Linked DNA regions of Mus musculus: region 2 is linked to region 1. The links are chromatin contacts, called in public Hi-C maps. All regions are on one chromosome and are shown on one strand. The core of a region is the stretch at or near the end of the contact, and the rest is flanking DNA. Distances in the headings are between cores, read along the strand shown. Region 1 overlaps Gm21123 (a long non-coding RNA gene). Region 2 overlaps Ampd3 (adenosine monophosphate deaminase 3).

Evidence for each region. Hi-C and Micro-C count contacts between places; a contact is called where the count stands out from the background.
Region 2: a Hi-C map of uterus shows a contact between it and region 1, with 3 times the contacts expected there. The contact joins two enhancer-like sites. A contact is called at or near these places in 3 of 484 Hi-C or Micro-C datasets (bone marrow-derived macrophages, muscle stem cells and uterus) and 2 of 9 other capture datasets (adipose tissue and pancreatic islet).

The regions. Positions count from the first base shown.
Region 1 is chr7:110,684,448-110,691,246 of GRCm38.p6, reverse strand. Gm21123 (a long non-coding RNA gene) reads left to right here. Exons shown (of 4, transcript XR_140838.1): 4 at 38-1,084. Among named protein-coding and RNA genes, the nearest start is that of Gm21123, 12 kb to the left of the region's middle. Within about 2 kb of position 1,731, at least 136 of the 459 cell types and tissues checked have an H3K27ac peak or open chromatin away from gene starts, as enhancers often do. A contact at or near this core is called in adipose tissue and uterus, where this site is marked.
Region 2 is chr7:110,790,140-110,796,510 of GRCm38.p6, reverse strand. Ampd3 (adenosine monophosphate deaminase 3) reads right to left here. Exons shown (of 15, transcript NM_001276301.1): 4 at 5,164-5,323; 5 at 2,652-2,871; 6 at 703-832. Among named protein-coding and RNA genes, the nearest start is that of Gm39069, 13 kb to the right of the region's middle. Within about 2 kb of position 3,535, at least 20 of the 459 cell types and tissues checked have an H3K27ac peak or open chromatin away from gene starts, as enhancers often do. A contact at or near this core is called in adipose tissue and uterus, where this site is marked.

The DNA of each region.
Region 1 (6,799 bases), core at 482-2,981:
CCCTGTCCATACTAGAGGTCAGTTTCGATTATTGTAGCGAGAGCAGCCACCATCTTGAACGACGTCCACACCACTGGCAGGAAGAGAGTCCTGGAAGGCCCTGCACTAGCGATGAAATACTCTGGCCCGGGGATGATGTATGTCCCTCCCATGCACAATCCACCAGCCATAAATTGTCACTCTGTCTCCAGCGAGCCACAGGGAGCCAAGAAGAGCAATCCTGTCACGTGCCTGGAAGAGGAGAAAGCTGGAAATAGTTGGCAAACAAGACTCATGACTCTTCAGCCTAAGAGAGCAAAACTGCAGAGAGGCAAAGGAGGGGTGGAGCTTGCGATTTAAATCCTGGGCAGGAGGAGACTTCTGCAAGGCTGTGCTAATTCATTAATAATTCCTGAAAACGTTGCCAGTTACTCCCTCTCCCTGGTCATTCTCTACAGCCTCCTCATGCCAGCCTAAAGACTAAAGATCGCCTGAGTACTCTGCCTCAAGTTTGGGGGTCTCCTTTACTTCTTCTCACTCTTTACCCAACACCCCACCCTCACCTCTCCATGGTGAGGGTGACTTGAGGAGTTCATGGACTTGAGGTCACATGCTCCACCAATTTCATCTTCCAGAGAACCACCCAGTCCCCCGGGATCCTTAAAGGCAGCCCCCAACCCACTTCACAGAGATGGGCTATAACCTCTAGGCCTACCCTGACCACTGACCCTGGTTCTTAGTAGGCCCAGTTAAGCCAAGCTCACATCAGCCTGAAGACCTGCTGACTCCAATTCTCTCCCTTTTGAGTAGATGCTCAACTCCTAGGAATCTCAAGTACTTACACACACTACTTGGCCCAGTCTCTTTTATCCAGGCCAAAGCATCCATCTCCCCAGAAGGCCTTCCCCAAGGGACCTGGGGGTGGTTGTGACATGTGCCTTGTAACACAATCTTGTCTTGCTGTAGACTCCATAGGAGCGTGCAGTTTTGTTCATGTTCTCATATGTCCTAGCTGCTGTGGTTAGAGCATATTTTGTTATTGTCCAGGCATAAGGCCTCTATGTGCTCGCTCACAGACTAGTAAACATCCATTGTCTATCAGGGGAACCAGGACCATCTAACCCTGATCTTTCATTTTCCATCCTCCAAGTCAGTGTGACCAAAGTCACACAATTAGTGACACGTGAAGGATTCAGACTCCGAATCAGTCAGACTGTAGATGCTGTGGCCTTAGCTTTAGATGGCATCAAGAGAGATGGCAAGGAAAGTTTCCTAGAGTGCCAACGAAAGGAACCAAAGTGCGTGGCTCAGGCCTCAGCATCCGGTTTTGTTCACTGAGAGCTGGACAGAAATGCTGGATAATACAAATTGTTTCAAAAAGCAAGAAAAAGAATTGCAGAACTGCACAGTCAGGCTACACCAGACCCTCAAACTCTGCGGGTAGACATCCAATTCCTATTTCCCTTGTAGGTGGAGTCCTGCTTTGAGTCTACCCTGTGATCTTTCTCTTCGGAAGCAGCCATGGAAACAGCCGGAACAAGCCCAGTGCATCCTTGCAACAATTCCTTCAAATCGGCTGCTCTCAGGAACTTCTTGACTCTTCAATACATCCCTGAACGGCGAACCTAGGGAAGTGGGTCCTGTTTGTAGCTTATGAGAAGCCACGACCAGGACACACACGGTGGCCAGGGGGCAGGCCAGGGCTGCAGAGAGCCAGAGGCGGAAGCCCAGCTGGGAGAACTCCTGCAGGAAGTGGGCGGGGCTTGGGGGAGAGCCTCCATCTGCAAGGAAATCCCCTCCCCTGGGTTCACTCAGAGGACAGTTCAGGTTGAAGCAAAGATGCCAGAGAGCAGGCAGCGAATCCAGACCCAAGGGGAGGCATAAATGCCAGAGACAACACTGTGAGAGGCAAGAAGGAAGCCAGGAACCAACTGAAGGTCCTGGAGCGTGTCTGCACTCGTCCAGCTTCTCTAGTTCAGGAGAGCAGAGAGGAATTTAATGGGAAGGAAATAAAGAAAAAAAAAAAATAAGAGCTATTCCATTTATTTTATGAGCTCATCAAAACTCTGATAACAAGACCTGTCAGGAATAGCGCACACACAGGAAGCAACACAGGGAGAAAAAAAACAACACTTACAAGGTCAATAAAACATGTGGAAAAGAAGCAGCCACGGTAGTGACGTTGGGGCTTCCTCTGGTGACTAAAATTAAACAGCTTGGGCTGGGGGTGTGGTTCAGTTGATGCAGTGGTCGCCTACCATGCACAAAGCCCTGGGTTTGATCCCCACCATTGCGTGCACCCAACATGGTAGCACAGGCCAACACTTGAGAGGTGGAGGCAGGATGATCACAAGTTCAAGAGCATCTTCTACTACATAGAAAGTTCAAGGCCAGCCTGGGATCCATGAGATCTTATGTCAAAAGAGGGAGGAGATGCTGGATGGCTCAGCTGGTAAGTTCTTGCTTCACAAATTTGAGGAGCAGAGTTGGAACTCCAACAACTATGCAAAAGAGCAGATTGATTTAAGCATACGGAGGGAGAGGACAGTAGATGCAAACAGATCCCTGAACCCATAACCAGCTAGCTTAGCCTAATTGGCAAGCTCTAGCTCTCAGGGAGAGACCCGTGTCAAAAACCAAGATGGGGGCTGGAGAGACGGCTCAGCAGTTAAAAGTACTGGCTATTCTTCCACAGGACCCAGTTATGATTCCCAGTACCCACATGGCAGCTCACAACAATTTCTAACTCAAGTGCCAGGAGATCTGATGCCCTCTTCTGGCCTCTCAGACACCAGGCACACACACGGTACAGAGGAATACATGTAGGCAAAACACTCGTATACATAATATAATAACAATACAAAAAATATTACAATGTGGATGGTGCTTAAGGAATGACACTGAAGGCTGGCCTCTGGCCTTCATGTGTATTCACACACACATGCACACACATGACTGCACACATACACATACAGGTTTATACCAATCATCAGTATTCAAGCCATCAGATTCACTATCTGAAAAATGTTAGCTAAAAACCCACATCCATTTCTGTTTGTTTGTTTGTTTGTTTGTTTGTTTGTTTTAGATATCCCAGTATCTCTTGGCATAATAAAGAGTGGTAGTATCTTATTTAAAATTAAAATACAATGAGAAAGAAATAAAAGAAACATTATAGTTTATTCATTAAAATCAGTAACTCAAAAGGATATTAGTTTTGGCGTTATTCCTTAATATTGCTCTGGAAATTAAGGCCAACACAATAAAAGAAAACACAAAATAAATAAGATGTATTTTTTTTAAACATGACATATTAAGGAAACAAAATTGTCAGTCAAATTTTAGTTATCAATGCTGTATATTAAAATCCCAATGTAACTCCTAGAAACAAAATACTCATTAAGGAGATCGTTAAAACTCACTAAGAATAGAATAAACATGAATTAAAACAACAGGATAAAATGTTAACAATCAACAAGTTTGAGACCATGGTGAAGATGTGGGTATCTCGGACACTACTAATGGTATCTTAGAGGAAAAGCCAGCTGTCTCTCTTATATTCCTCTAATCCTTTGCAGACCCTAGCTGAGTGAGTCACCATTTAGCTCAATTCTGAAAGTTGCTGAACAGAGTTCATGCAGACCCCACAGGTTAAGAGCAAACAGCTTACCCGCACCTCTCTGTCCATCAGCTATGGCTTGGGAATACCCACAATTCTCCACTTGTTTTCAATAATTTATTACAATGGCTCAAAAAACTCAAAGCAATAGATTTACTAGTTTATATATAATGACAGATATGACAACAGAGACAGGGAGAGAGGAGTGCTTGGAGGGGTATCAGCATGGAGCAGGGCTCAAGGGTATTGGTCTCTACCAAGCTGGCGTGTGCCACCTCTCAACCTGTGGGCACAGTCACATACCCACACAGCCATGCCCATACCTGATGGGTGTTTGTGGGGACCTCCTCACAGAAGCCTGATCAATCTTTCAGTCTGCCTCCAGCTCCTCTTCTCTCCCTGGGAAGTGAGGAGTTAGAGCAGAGAATGGCTGGGTCTTTCTGGTGGCCAGCCCTCCTCCAGGAATTCCCCCAAACAGTCATTTTTGTTAGAACAAAAATGCTTCTAGTACATTTCCAAGGGTCTTAGATCTGCTTTTGGGACTAAAGAACTGTAGATACACATTCCTTGTTACTCCACAGTATTGTGTATTTGTACAGCCAATGGAAACTGTGGCAATACTTTAAAAATCATAAATATGCACCTTTTTAATCTATTAATTTCTCTTTTAGATAGTAAATTATGTAATGAATGTACGCAACATGCACAATATTATCCTACCGATAACCTTGGATCCATGTTTTATATGTCGTGTATGTACAATGCTATTTCTATCTACTGTTCCTACATTTTAAAAAAGTAGAGATGACCTAAACAACCGTCAGTAAGCGATCTCCATTCAGTGGTACACCATGCATCTGTGAAGAAGGATACGGAGGGAAGGTTTGTATGCTGAAAGGGAGTGGGTACCAGCGATATAAACTTCAGTAAAGAAAATTGTGCGCCTGGGTATGGTGGCATGCTCCTGTATTCCCAGTTTTTTGGGAAGCTGAAGCAAGAGAATCATTTAAATGCAGAGGTTCAAGGTTAGCCTGTGCAACACTCATTTATACACAAAATCTCTATGGATAAATATACAAGAACTTAGTATAGTAATATTTACTGTATTTGTGATACTCTAATCTATTATTTGAGCTTTCACCCAAATGAGTATATTACCTATTAACAAATACATTTGATTTTATTTTAGGAAATAAGATCTACAGCAATGCCCGCCCCACCCAAGACAGGGTTTTTCTGTGTAGCCTTTAGCTGTCATGGAACTTACTCTGTAGACCAGGTTGGCCTTGAATGCACACAGATCTGCCTCTCTTCCTCTCAAGTGCTAGGATTAAAGTAAAGACATGCACCGCCACTGCCTGCTACAGCAATGCTTTTTTAAAAGATGAGATCCCCTTTGCTTTGCCAGACAGAAATGATTTCGTTCAGAACTATTGTAGCTGACATGCACACCTGTAATTCCAGCACTCAGGGAGCTGAGGCAGGAAAATCACAAGTTTGAAGTGAGCCTAGACAACACAGAAAGTCCCTCTATCAAAAAGAAGCCAACTATAAACTAAGCATGGTGGTACATGCTTGTAATCCCAACACTGAGTAGGTAGACACAGAAGGATCAGGAATTAAGACCACCCTCAGCTACAAAGTCCAAGGCCAGCCTGGGCTACATGAAACCCGGCTCCAAAATAAATAAATAAACAAACAAATTTTTAAAATATTTAAAATACTAATAATAAACATTATTAAATGACAACACTGGCAAGAGTACTTGACAAATATGTTAATCAGTAACCTAATATGTGACTAAATAAACATAAAAAGAACTATGAAATTATTCAACACATCATTTGGTAAAATAGCACTTTGACAAAGATATTATATTGTCACTAGCACCACATATCCAAATAAGTTCTATGTTATTTAAAAAACATTGCATGTAGCTTGTACAATCACTCTGGAAGTCAGTCTGGAGGTTCCTCAGAAAATTGGGCATAATACTACTGGAAGATCCAGCAATATCTCTCCTGGGCATATACCCAGAAGTTCCACATGCTCCACTATGTTCATAGCAGCCTTATTTATAATAGCCAGAAGCTGGAAAGAACCCAGATGTCCCTCAACAGAAGAATGGATACAGAAAACGTCGTACATCTACACAATGGAGTACTACTCAGCTATTAAAAACAATGGATTTATGAAATTCTTGGACAAATGGATGTATCTGGAGGATATCATCCTTAGTGAGGTAACACAATCACAAAAGAAGTCATTAGATATGCACTCACTGATAAGTGGATATTAACCCAGAAACAGAACACCCAAGATACAATTTGCAAAACAAGAAAATCAAGAAGAGGGAAGACCAATGGGTGGATATTTCATTCCTCCTTAGAATAGGGAACAAAATACCCATGAAAGGAGTTACAGAGACAAAGTTTGGAGCTAAGACAAAAGGATGGACTATCCAGAGACTACCCCACCCAGGGATCCATCCCATAATCAGCCACCAAACCCAGACACTAGTGCATATGCCAGAAAGATTTTGCTGAAGGGACCCTGTTATAGCTGTCTCTTGTGAGTCTATGCCGGGGCCTGGCAAACACAGAAGTGGATGTTCACAGTCAGCTATTGGATGGAACACAGGGCCCCCAATGGAGGAGCTAGAGAAAGTACCCAAGAGCTGAAGGGGTCTGCAACCCTATAGGTGGAACAACAATATGAACTAACCAGTACTCCCAGAGCTCGTATCTCTAGCTGCATATGTAACAGAAGATGGCCTAGTCAGCCATCAGTGGAAAGAGAGGCCCCTTGGTATTGCAAACTTTATATGCCCCTGTACAGGGGAATGCCAGGGCCAAGAAGCGGGAGTTGGTGGGTAGGGGAGCAGGTCAGGGGAGGGTATAGGGAACTTTCGGGATAGCATTTGAAATGTATATAAAGAAAATATCTAATAAAATAAATAAATAAATAACATTTTGTGTGTGTGTGTGTGTGTGTGTGTGTGTGTGTGTGTGTGTGTGTGAGAGAGAGAGCCTAAGTGTGCAAGTGTGAGCACCTCAGCATGTGTACACAGAGGCCAGAGTGGAATCCCATTGTCTTCCTCAGTCACTCTCTACTGCATTGTTTGAAGCAGGGTCTCTCACTGAACATGGAAGCTCTGATCCTCACTAGGGTTATTGGCCTCTAAGCTCTCAGAAGCCACGT
Region 2 (6,371 bases), core at 2,286-4,785, 100 kb before region 1:
TCTCCTGTACCACACGGCCTCTCCTCCTCAGTTCTGGCCCCTCTGAAAGCCACTCCCCACCCCCGTCACAGCACTTGTCTCTGAGGATTCTTATGAACAGAAAGTTGAGTCTTGGTCTCCATCCGAGCCATGCTCAGCATGATCCCAAGTCTTCCTTCCCCTGGAAGAAAGTGGAAAAGCCTCCAGGCCAGGATCCTCTAACGCACACCTGCCCTGTTGCTGCCCCTGAAGGCAGAAGGTACCAGAGCCACGCGGCCACTCCAGGGGCAGAGGAGGGGCAGAGGCTGGAGCATCTCAGTGCTTTGCTTTAATAGAGCTGACTCCAAAGGATGGAAACCTGCCAACTCCTAAGTCCAGACAGGTCCTGACAGCTTTCCCTCTGTGATGTCTCTAACACACCCACTACCCTAAAGCCGCCACTGTTAAGACCAGTTAGCAGGCTATGTTCTGATGCTGGAGAAAGACTTGCACCAACACAGACTTTCCACCGTGGATCTAGAATGGTACCACAGTATCCGAGACAACCCGAGTCAAGGACACAGTCTGCCAGTCTTCCTGCTGCACAGGCATGTTTTATCACACAGGCTACTCCAGCCAGGAGACCTGGTGCTCACCCAACTCTGGACCTAGACAGACCCAGGGCATCATTCCCTGGGCCCAGTATGGGCCAGGTGAGTGGCTTGGACACCAGCCACCACATACCTTTCTCACATTATAAAAGTCTCTGTGGGGGTTACTCTTCAATTCCTTGAACTCTGACATTTCATTTAACATCTCATGAAGGCTAAACTTGGATTCCAGAAAGTTCAGTCGCCGGTGACAATAGGTTTTCCTGCAAGTTGGTGAGAGATAGAGACCCCAGTAAGACATCAAATGACAGTTTAGCAACCTCAAGACAGGGTAGTGACCGGGGCTGGAAGGGTCAGGTTCTGACAGCATGGAGGAAGAAGAGCCGAGATGCTTCCAGCTTTCCTCAGACCTGGCTGAGCTGACCAGCACACACGTGTGAGGACACCACATGAGCAGACGGTCAAGACACACGGGAGGGAAGCACCAACTCTGGGAGCCCAGGCAGGGTTTTGTTGTCTTATGTTTGGGCAATTAGCACAGGGATAACCATCCCATGTATAACCATGGAGACGGTGCCGCCCCAGACTGAAGTACTTGTTTCAGGCTCTGGGTCTGGCTGAGCAGAGGAGCCCCTCCTCTCTCCTCAGCCCCCATAATTCTTTAACTACAAAATTCATTGCCCAGAATGTGAATAATGCAGTCAAACCATCTACTACCACCTGCCTAGCTTAGGATGCAGAGGCATCAACCCTCCACCCATGACCAACTGTCCCTAGATTCCCACGACCTAAGGGATCCTCAGCTCTGAGATTCCTGGGCAGGAAGAGGATGTTTACAGTGAGGAGCAGGTAAGGACCACTGAGACAGACAGCTCTGTGGGACTGACACCCCAGGGTCCTCACCCAGGGAAAGCACTCCTTGGGAATAAGTTTTCCTCAGCGAACTAAGATGCGACTCACTGCTATGACCAGATGTCTCCCACACCCAGCTCAGCTGCCCAGCCTCACAGAACTGACCCTGCTCCCTCGGTGCTCTCAAACAGCAGCTGCCTGCATCTCCCTAGGCCGCCATAATGAGCAGCTGCTAGGAACTAGAGAGATCACATACTGTTTTTGCAGAAGACCTGAGTTTGAGTCCAAGTATCCAAATCACAACTGCCTGGAACTCCAGGGGATCTCACAGCCTCTGACCTCCTCACATGCAGATATACACATGGATATATAAGTAAATGGCAATAATAACATTTTTAATACCAGTGTCATTGTCTGTCTATAGAGGCAAGCCCTGAGTGAGTCAGGGATCTCAGAGTGGGAACGGACTCTGAGCTAGTGAGAGATAGAGACTCCAGTAAGACATCACATCAAACATTAGGTTTAGTCACTGTGTCCAGTGACTGTCCCTTCATAGTTTCTCAGACAACAGTCAATGCTCACACCCCTGGTAAGGAGGGATTCCCAGAAACTATCCTTCCCCTCCTGGTCTTAGTTCTGGCCTCTGCTCAGTGAGGACCAAGAGCCAGAGGCCCACCCTCCCCCATCCTACTCTTCTGTCTCAGAGACGAGGCCCACACCCTTCACAGCAAAACCCAAAAGGCAGGAGTGAGCAAGGAGTACATGCCACTCTGACAGCCCCTTGCCTTCCCAGGCTCTCATTCCTACAGTTCAGGTAACTGAACCTTAACCAAGGGTTGGCTCAAGTCCCTGCCATGAAGAAAGCCACCTTCCCTGTCAGCTCCAGCCAAGCACTCTCGAGCATAGGCGGGGAAACAGAGGGCTCCAGGATCCCTGCATAAGCCCAGTAGCTGAAATAAGAGTTTTTCTTTATTCCTCCCTCCATGTTTGCCCATGCCCGGAGCTGACAGCTGGCAGCTCTCTGCAGTGTTTCCTTGCCTAAGGAGAAGGGTGGCAGCTGATGTAGGTACACAGTGGCCACTATCACACAGAGGTTTCCACGTGCCCATGTACAGCAGGGTGCAGCAGTAACAGCTCTAAGTCTGTGCCATCCCCATAGGGAAACCCAGGATGGAGTGCCTGCTGTTCCTTCCCACACACCAAAAAGGGGAACCGGGAAAACTGGCTTACGTGGGGCCATCAGTGATGAGTGCCAGAATATGGCTCATGTCCACAATGTAGGTCTCCAGGTCAGGGTAGGGCAGGCTGTGGGGCTCCTGGCGTTCCAACATCGTCTGATTGTCATACACAAAGAGAACACCTCCGTGCATGCGAACCAGGTAGCCCAGGTTGGGGGGTGCATCATCCAGGCAATAAGGGTCTTCCTGGGGCAGTGGGGGAGGGTGGAAGTCTGCAAAACAGGATGAGTGGTGGCCAAATGACCAATGTTGAACACTTTGACAGCCTCCCTGCTTTGTTTGTCTCTATAACTCTCACCACTGTGTGAAATAATAGTTCTTCACACCTTGGGTATCAGAGGACACACACTGATTTGTGTTGTTAGCTGCTATAGTCCAGTCTCTAGAGCAAGCCTGTCCCGAGGCTAGCACACCAATGCATGTGTGTGCATGTGTGTATGTCCATGTGCATGCATGCTTGTGTGCATACATGCTTGTGTGTGTGTGTGTGTGTGTTTGCTTGCACATGCACATATGTGTGTGTTTAGCTTAATTAAAATGGACTTCACCTAATTTGGCCCTTTTTGGCCCTCAGGGGTGTCTGCTTTATTTTACTTTTAGTTTTTAGAAAAGAGTGGCTCGGTGTTCTCCCAGTGAGAAAGCACTGGCAGGGAATAACGGCTCCCTTTTCCCACATATTTTCTGAGCCCAAGGCAGGCAAAGAATTAGACAAGAAGTCACCCTGTCCCTAACAGAGCAAAAGGAGGAGTAACCAGGCTCTGCCCTCCCAGAGCAGGAACTGGCCAGCATAGAATCCTTAGCCCAGCATGGAGCCAGGCAAAGTACACCCAACCCAAGCAGTAAAACACCTCTGCTGTTTCCTGGTGTGTGACTCTGAAAGGCCCTTTGCCTCTGGGATCCTGACTGCTCACCTGAGACACCACCTACCCAGCAGATGGTAGTGAGGGCCATAAAAGTACAGTAGGGAAATGCTTGGCAAACAGGTGTGCCCTGCACAAGGATCATGGGACATTGCTTATGATGGTTCAACTTAATGGGCTTTTTTAAACTTTAGGAGTGTGCGAAAGTAAGTGTGTGTGTGTGTGTGTGTGTGTGTGTGTGTGTGTGTGTATACCAGCAAAACACTCCATGTTTTGAATAAGGGTAGTCAGCATGTTGTCACTAAGAAAGCTGATGATGTTGCCAACTGTAGGCTCTCAGAAACGTTCTGGGCATGGCTGATATCTGTTGGCTGTGTTAACTGCATTTTCAGCTTAGGATGTTTTCAGCTTCCATTTGACTTATTGGGAGCACATTCCGTCAACAGTCCGGAACATTTGCCTTCTCGTTAGTCTTGAGAGTTCTCAGCTCTTAACCAGCTGTCTCTGGCCAGGGAATAAACACAGCAGATCAGCCAGCACCTTGCGGGCCAGCTGCCTGACAGGCAGAAGGAACAACCTTGGCTCCTGAGTGGAAGAAGCGCCCAGGGCCCAGGGCAGGGTGTCCTGCCTCAGCACTCTGGAACAGGCTGACCCTAAGCTGTGATGGTCACAGAGAAAGCAGAACATAGCAGAGCCAGGATGCTGATGTCCCCATCAGGCACAGCAACAGACCAGACCAGGAGTCTTGAGATAGTGCTAGCATTGTGTATGGGGCAGACAGTTGGAAAGGCCAAGGTGAAGCCGCAGCCCACCCACCCAGAGATTGCATGGCTTCACCACACTCATGACCAGGACACAAGGGCCTTCTGCCATATGTAACACCCAAGCATCTGACAGTCATTCCTGCCTGGACAATACTGGGGACCTGTCCCTCTGACAGACAGGGAAATAGCCTTGGGAAGGCTGAGATCTACCAAGCCCCTCCCTGGTGGAAAGGGTACTCAAAACAGAACTGAGCTAGAAACAAGGACAACCTAGCACCTGTTGCCAAAGGCATCGAGGGTACTGGCCTGGATATGATCCGCAGGCCCTCGTCTAATCCCTACCCCTGGATTTCAAGGATGAGGGTTGACATATCCTTGTTTTAGTGACTTCATTGTTAGCCTCTGCTGCTCCTAGGTCCCTCACTAGGTCAGGAAGATACCCTGCCCTTTCTTGTCTCCCTTCTCTGAACTTAAATATGGTTGTCATTTATGGAACACTCTAGAAGCCCAGTCTGCCCTAAGCACTCCACACACATTCACACAATCTCACCCAAGGAGGTGGTGATTGCTGGCATTCCTGTTTTTTAAGACTGTAAAACTGAAATTTAGAGAAGCCGTTTGCTCAAGGGCCAAGAAATTGGCACAATCCAGATATGAAGGCAAGTATGTTTCGCTTCCTCTGCCCAGGGCACATGGGCTCTGTATGTATTCTCACTCAACCCTTCCACTGCTGTACATTTGATTGTATTGTTTTAAACACACCAGTAGCCCCATCTCCAAAAACACCACTGGTAGAAAAATATTCAGCCAGCAAAAAGTCCCAACCATACTTGGGTCCAGTTCACACATAGAATCCACCTTGGTCCCCAAGACTTCATACCTGGGAGACCCTCTTCCAAAGGCACACTTTCCCCCTGATGAGCCAGGTACTGGGCTGTGGTCCGTGGGAAGCGGTGGTAGGCAAGCCGTGCATACTTCTCCCGGATCATCAGGGCCTTGGCCAGGCTCTTGGCAGCCTGCTCATAGTCTTCCACAGTGATCTACAGCAGGAGACATGTAAGGGAGGGTCTGTCCACAAGCCAGAGACAATGCTTGCAGAGATCCTGGGCGAGCCTGGCCCCCAGGAAGCAGGATCTCAGGATGGTTCCCATCAAACTGATAAGCGAGGCTCGTTGTGTGTGACCCGCTCCCACAAACACTGTGATTTATGCTGGGTACTTGAGTTCCTGCCCAGAGTCTGGAATTGGGGGTGTACTGTGCAGATGTGTAAGCAAAGCCAAGACGCCTCTAATGAGCTTCCCTGATAGATACTAAGTGTTGCTGCCTTACTGAGAGAGACCTCTTGGTGGTTAGCCCTAGTGTCCCCCAGACCTGTGTGCCCCTCCCCTTGGCTGCCCTTGGTCTTTCTTTCTGTAATACCCTGAGGCTGTGGGTACAGCCAGGTGCTGCATCCTGAGAGCCCTACTAGCACATCTCAAAGTCTGAAGGTGGTCTTGGGGACCCCAACACAGGACACACAGGGAGAAAGATAGGGTTGCTAGGAGGGAGCCGGGTTCTCAGCCTGCACACCCCAGGTTGGTCCCAAGGATGCTGATTAAGCCAGAAGCCTGCAGCTGCAACCAGCATACAGAGCCTCAGTCCTATCTTCAAATGAGAATAAGTACCGTCATTTTCAACTGAGAGCAAAACATCTTTTGCTCTGCCACCCTCTAGCTATCAGTCAATCCAGCAGGCTCATCAGGTCAATAGGACTCCTAGTCACATAGGAAGCACCGTGATTCTATAGGTTCTGTTGTTTATTAACTGGGGAAACTAGGCCCAGAAATGATCAACCATTGTTGGGAGGCGACAAAGTCTGACTTCAGACCCTGATCTGACTGACTCCAGGATGCTCTTCTCATGCTCAGAGATGTGTACTTCTCTGAAGGCCTTCCCAGCCTCCCTCATCCTAGGTACTCAAAGAGGATGAGTGTCACACAAGTCTGTAACACTCTGTGTCATTTGTGTGAAGTTTGGGATACTTGCGTAATGACCTGCAGATGGATAGGCAGGACAGGAAAGAGGGGACACCAACAGACAGGGAGGGGA